2 separate regions of the Rattus norvegicus genome follow, and region 2 is linked to region 1. The links are chromatin contacts, called in public Hi-C maps. All regions are on one chromosome and are shown on one strand. Each heading gives the region's core, a stretch centred on a gene start, on an enhancer-like site or on the middle of the called end of the contact. The rest is flanking DNA. Distances are from core to core; before and after follow the strand shown.

The links. A called contact is a pair of places that touch in the nucleus more often than the background predicts.
Region 2: a Hi-C map of liver shows a contact between it and region 1, with 8 times the contacts expected there. The contact joins two enhancer-like sites. A contact is called at or near these places in 12 of 12 Hi-C or Micro-C datasets (the A7r5 cell line, the Rat2 cell line, Schwann cells and 7 more) and 1 of 1 datasets of contacts at active chromatin or transcription factors (oligodendrocytes).

What each region holds. Positions count from the first base shown.
Region 1 is chr5:117,522,510-117,525,209 of GRCr8, reverse strand. It overlaps a transcript of Nfia not described here. Among named protein-coding and RNA genes, the nearest start is that of Nfia, 33 kb to the left of the region's middle. Within about 2 kb of position 1,284, at least 4 of the 93 cell types and tissues checked have an H3K27ac peak or open chromatin away from gene starts, as enhancers often do. A contact at or near this core is called in liver, where this site is marked.
Region 2 is chr5:118,100,365-118,103,064 of GRCr8, reverse strand. No RefSeq gene overlaps it. Among named protein-coding and RNA genes, the nearest start is that of Rps18l5, 11 kb to the left of the region's middle. Within about 2 kb of position 1,289, at least 56 of the 93 cell types and tissues checked have an H3K27ac peak or open chromatin away from gene starts, as enhancers often do. A contact at or near this core is called in liver, where this site is marked.

The DNA.
Region 1 (2,700 bases), core at 35-2,534:
GGTTATAGTAATTCTAAAGTACTAGCGGTCAAGGCCGTTGCTTGTCAGGACTCGTGGGAGGCATTCACAGATTTTAGACAGATGAGACTAGTTCCAACTATGCATTCCCCCTGTTTTATCTACTGGGTTTCAGCCCCTCCCGCAGTCTTCTCAGTCTGGGCTTGATGTTTCTTTATGCAACCGTCTTCCCATAGAGGCTTGCTTCTTTTTCTTGGCACCTTAAACTTCATTTGTATTACAAGAGTCTTGTCTGCATAGAGACCTTCTGAGATGACAGCCAATACCTTGGGGTCCCCTTATTCATATACATCTATTTAGATGCTTTATTCATTCCATCCCTAGTTTTGAGCTCTCCTCTTGGCTTGTGGTTTTTTATTCTTTACTATGATGATGTGACCTGGTTCAGTGCAACACATAAACTTACTTCTTCAAAAATAATGCCGGTTGCCTGTAAGACATCCAGTTCGCCCCCTCACCCCACCCCACCCAAACCCCCTGTAAAGCTAGTGTGGAAAATGAGAAGAGTCCAGGTTTCTTTCCTTAGTCCCTTTTCAGTCAGTTTCTGCTCCAAAGGTAAAAGATGAAAGACTGGGGGAGGGGGGGAAGGGAGGAGGTGGGGAGCAAGAATGTCCAAAGAAAAGCCTCGAGGGGTGACTTTATCAATCCCATAGATTTAACTGCTTGCCACGAGCCCGTTGACCTTTTGGAGAGAACTAAACTCTTGGACTGGCACCCAGACTGAGATAGTGGAAACACGTCTGCCTATCTGGGGCTGAGGGAGGGTAAAACTTAAGAGACAGCTATGGTGCCAAGAGGGGGTGGCAGGTTGGAGGAGGATGTTTTCCCTAGCAACTCCAGAGCCATGCATCCCAAGAATGGCAATGCCCACCACGCAGAGGAAGTGGCAGCTCCAGCTGGTTGTCAGTGCCACATTACTATAGCAGCACGTGTGCTCACTCTGCATCCCCTGGCCTCTCCCTGTCCCTCACTACCAGGGAGGGGGCGGGAGCGAGGGGTGCGGTCTGTCCTATGTCCACTCTCTCACTCACTTTCATGCTGCAACCTGTCTCTTCCGCGGGGCATCTTCCCGGGTCTTGGGACCCTGGTCCAGTGTGGAGGGCCTGGAAGGTGTTACCCATTCCCTAGACGTTCTGGACAGCGGGGTGGCGCACTCAGCGCGTGCGACGGAAAGGTTCATTTTAGAGTTACAGATCCTCAGTTTGGTGGTCCGATCCGATCCGGTGACAACTTTCATCCCAGAGCCTCTAAATGTGACCCGGCGGTCGCAAGCGGACACCAGAGGGCGCCGCTTTAATGTGCTTCAGCCGGGGATCCACAAAGGGGGCGCAGACGTAGAGGCAGGTTAGGGATCTAGTTCTCTGTAACCGGACAGCGCGATCGGATCATCTGTTTTTTATATTGGGCGCAAAGGGGGGGTGTAGGGCGCCCCAAGGCCAGGTCCCTCGTTCCCACTTTGCAAGATCAACTACAGGAGCTCATGCCGGGTCTTTTCACTACCTGAGGGTTCCTTGCAGAGCTGTCAGAGTGGAAAGGAGGAGAGAGAGGTCCCTGACTGAAGCCTCGCCCCCTCTGACTGCTAAGGAACATGCCTGCAGGCCTTGAATCGAGAGCGACTAATTAATTTCCCAGCACTTGTGCAAAATACTTTAGAATGGAAAAATGAAGGTTTTCGATGAAAATGAAGCTTGATGGTGTGCACCTGCCACTAATGCGCGACGCACCGTAACTTCCCTCATTAGAGAGATGGCTTGGGTTGAGAACAAGTCATATAGTGAAAATCACTTCAACACGTGCCTGTTCATATGCATAAACTCCTGTGTACCAGATGGCAAAATATAATGACATCTTAAACAGCTAATTGCATAAACCTTGTAATGCAGATAATTGCTGTACCAAAGTAGGAGTTAATAATTTCCCAGTGTATTGCTGGGCTTCGGAGTAATCCTTAAGGAAAGTTGTGACAATCCTAACACACTAAAGTTCACCAAGCGGTAATTAAAACTAGCACTCATATCATTTGACTTTCAAACCCTTAATTATGTTTTGGAAGAACTGCTCTGTGGAAACCCAGAAGTTATAGATGATTATAACATTTGATGCTTGCGACTCGTCCGTTTTCCTTTGCAGGTCTCACGTGGCATAATGTTATAGCAGTCATTGGGGATACATTATATTCTCCAAAATTATTCCCATAGTGGAAGGCCTGCATTTTGGTGCACGATTGGTTAATTCCCATCCCCAGTAGATCTGTAGATGATTACCAATTTGCATTTATTCAAAGGCCTCTGCAATGATAAGTAACGGTAAGACTTACCATGCGACTGACAGCTTTAAAACCACTTTGCAGGCATCTCATTTAATCCATAACACAGCTATCACAAATGTACCCTGACTACCGCCATTCTTTGATGAGGGAGCCTAGGTAAGGGCTGGAAAGTTATTTCCTCAAAGTCCCTGATCTGAAGACATCATAACCGCAGAATCCACACGGTTTACCGTTATATTTAATGATCCCATGAGTTACAACAGGACCTGAGTCATTCAACATCTCCGTTTCATTTTTCTAACAGTATTTAGAAATAAAACTCCAATGTCATGATTAAATTATCAATGTAACTTGGCAGGTAAATATCTTTGTTGAATTTAATTTCTCATCTATTTCCATGATACCTCCCAGTG
Region 2 (2,700 bases), core at 40-2,539, 580 kb before region 1:
AGCCCAGAGCCTGGAATGTAGAACGTACTTAATATTCATTCATGGCTACTATCGCCACCACGACCAACAGTTAGGATGCATTTCTATCCTTCCAGAGGTCATAGTATGTGATTTCCACTTGGTCACTGGGCTGTGGTCTGAATCTGGCGATTCAGATCCCAGTATTCTCAGAATCATAGTCCCCTGACATAATGAAGTCACAGCCTCATGCTGGACGGACCCTTTACATTAGACTTGTGGGTGTTAACGTCTAATGGGAGTTCCCTTTCGGCCAATAGATACTATCTTCACACATAGCTGTTGCTGGGAAACTCAGTAGCTGCATTATTGCACGCCTTGGAGTGCAATAGATTGGTTATATAGGATCAATACTGGATATCAACGTGTATTGATTCAAGGAACATGCACCTGCCTGAAGCTCACAAACACACAAGCTCAAAGACTTTAGGTTCTAAGAAACACTCACTTTTTAAAGCCAGTTGGCATTAGCTTGATTTTTGGAGCAAACAGCTGTATGAACAGCTGCTTTGGCTCAGAGAAGAAAGCTGGGACAGAAGCTCAGGGATCAACCACAGGTAGTTGGTGGGGCCAGTTACCTCCTTTAACCAGTCAGCTAAGAACATGTGTCAGGGCAGGCTAGCCTACAGAAAGAGGAAACGACTCTCTTCCCTTACAAAATAAACACCAAACAGGTCAGTAAAATGTAGGTCTGAACTAGGTCTATGACCACCAAACTGACATAGGAAAAGGCATTTAACTTTCAGAAACCTGTCTTTACTCGCCTGTAAAGGGAAGCTGTGGGATGAACTTGGCAGATGTAACTTACTGCTCTGCACACTGGAGAGGGGGTACTGCAGTAGTCTGTACAGTGCAGACTTACTGTAGACTTTACTAGCCATCGACAAAATGTCTGACAAACGTAAATGTAACTGAGATTTTTTTTTTCATTTTTTTAATTCATTAGGTGTCTGTTCTTTGATAGGCTGGTTTCATTCTTTGATTGGTTGGCTCGTTCATTCATCCGTTCAATCATGCCACAGTTGTCGGAGCACACACTCTTCCCTGAGCCTATACTGGGATCGTGGACTGCCTTTGTCCTCAGGTGGGGTTTATGTAAAGCAGTTAGATCAATTCCTAGGTCAGAGTGCAGGCCTTTGTTGGAAATGTTGTTGCTAGTGCCTGGGACCAGGTCCGGGCATCTCAAGGCAGATTGCTTTGGGGTCGCACTGACGCTTGCCTGGTCGCCGGTAGGTGGCGCCAGACGCCCTGGAGGAAGGCGCTGCGCCGGGCCCCACTGGCCTGGCTCCGCCCACCGCCGGGTCCGGTGCCTCCCGCTCCGCCTTCCGAGCAGTCGAGTGCGTCTGAGGCGATCCCGTGCCAGGCTTGGGGACGCTGCCAGGTTTCTCTCAAATCTTGGCCCTAACAAAGGGAAGCAAATTACAAAAATGGAAATTTTCAAACTAGCGTTCAGTGGTATTGAAATCGACGTTTGTGTAGCACGCAGGCACAGACCACATTCGTGCTATTTTGTGATTAAAACGATACCTAAAATACCTCTTTGCTTTAGTTTTCGTCTTCTAAAACGGCCTCTTCCCCCCTTCTAATTGCTGCCTTACTTTGGGGGAGCGGCGAGCCCCTGGCCACGGTAGAATTGCTAACATTTGCATCAGGACAGTTGAAATCTGGCCTGGGCTGCTATTCTCTGTCTCTCTCTGTCTCCCCCCGCACCCCCCGCCAGTCCCCATCCTTCCCCCTCCCCCCTGTCTCTTAGACTCCGCTGTTTCTGTCCTCTCTCCACCCCCCCACCCCCTTCCTCCTTTTCTTTGGGAGTTGAACTTTAACCTAACCGTGTGTGTACTTTCAGCCTGGGGGAATACAGATAAAGACATTTCTAGGCACTGTACCGGGAAGGTTTGAAGGTTTGTGTTTTGTGTACTTGGTTTCAAGTCTTAGGACAGCGTGTAAATCCTCAAGGTTCATCTTGATTCAAGCAGCAAAACCCGACCATGGCCTTGCCAGAGCTCTGGTTACCTTGCTCTCACATTAAAAAAAAAAAAAAAAAAAAAAAAAAGAACAAAACCAATAAAAACCAATGATTTTGAAGCGGGTGTTGAGCTGGGTTTTGAATGGATTTTACTTAACATGAAGTTGTATAGAGAGCCGACTGTGTCCTCTTGGCTTGTTTTTGCAGTTGCTAGACAGGCCCAGTCCCCAGTGGGCTTGTGTGAAAGGCGTCCTCCTCCCACCCCAGCTCTCCGCACCATTTCTTTCCTTGGAAGCTTTGGCTGTCTCCTTCTGCAGCTGTGTTTGCAGTGCCTGGAGACAGGTGGGGGAGTAGCCTCCCGCTGAACCTGCCAATTCCCTCTCCAAGGACTGTCTGAATAGCTATTAAAAATTAAAGGACACCACACACACACACACACACACACACACACACACACACACACACACACACACTTTCGTTCTTTGTTTTCTGATGGCGGTCACCGTCACACCAGGGCAATGGTACTGCTTTGCCTTGCCGACTGAGATTAAATTCTACAGTCCTTCTCTTGTCTGCATTTTCCAGCCCACAAGAACAGCCACTGGCACATCTTCTTGGACCCTCTAGAAGATCCGGGTTCTAGGAGTGGTCAAGTGTCCACCTAGAATGACTTTTGAGAGAGAGGCTCTTCCAACTCCAGGAGATAAACACAGGAG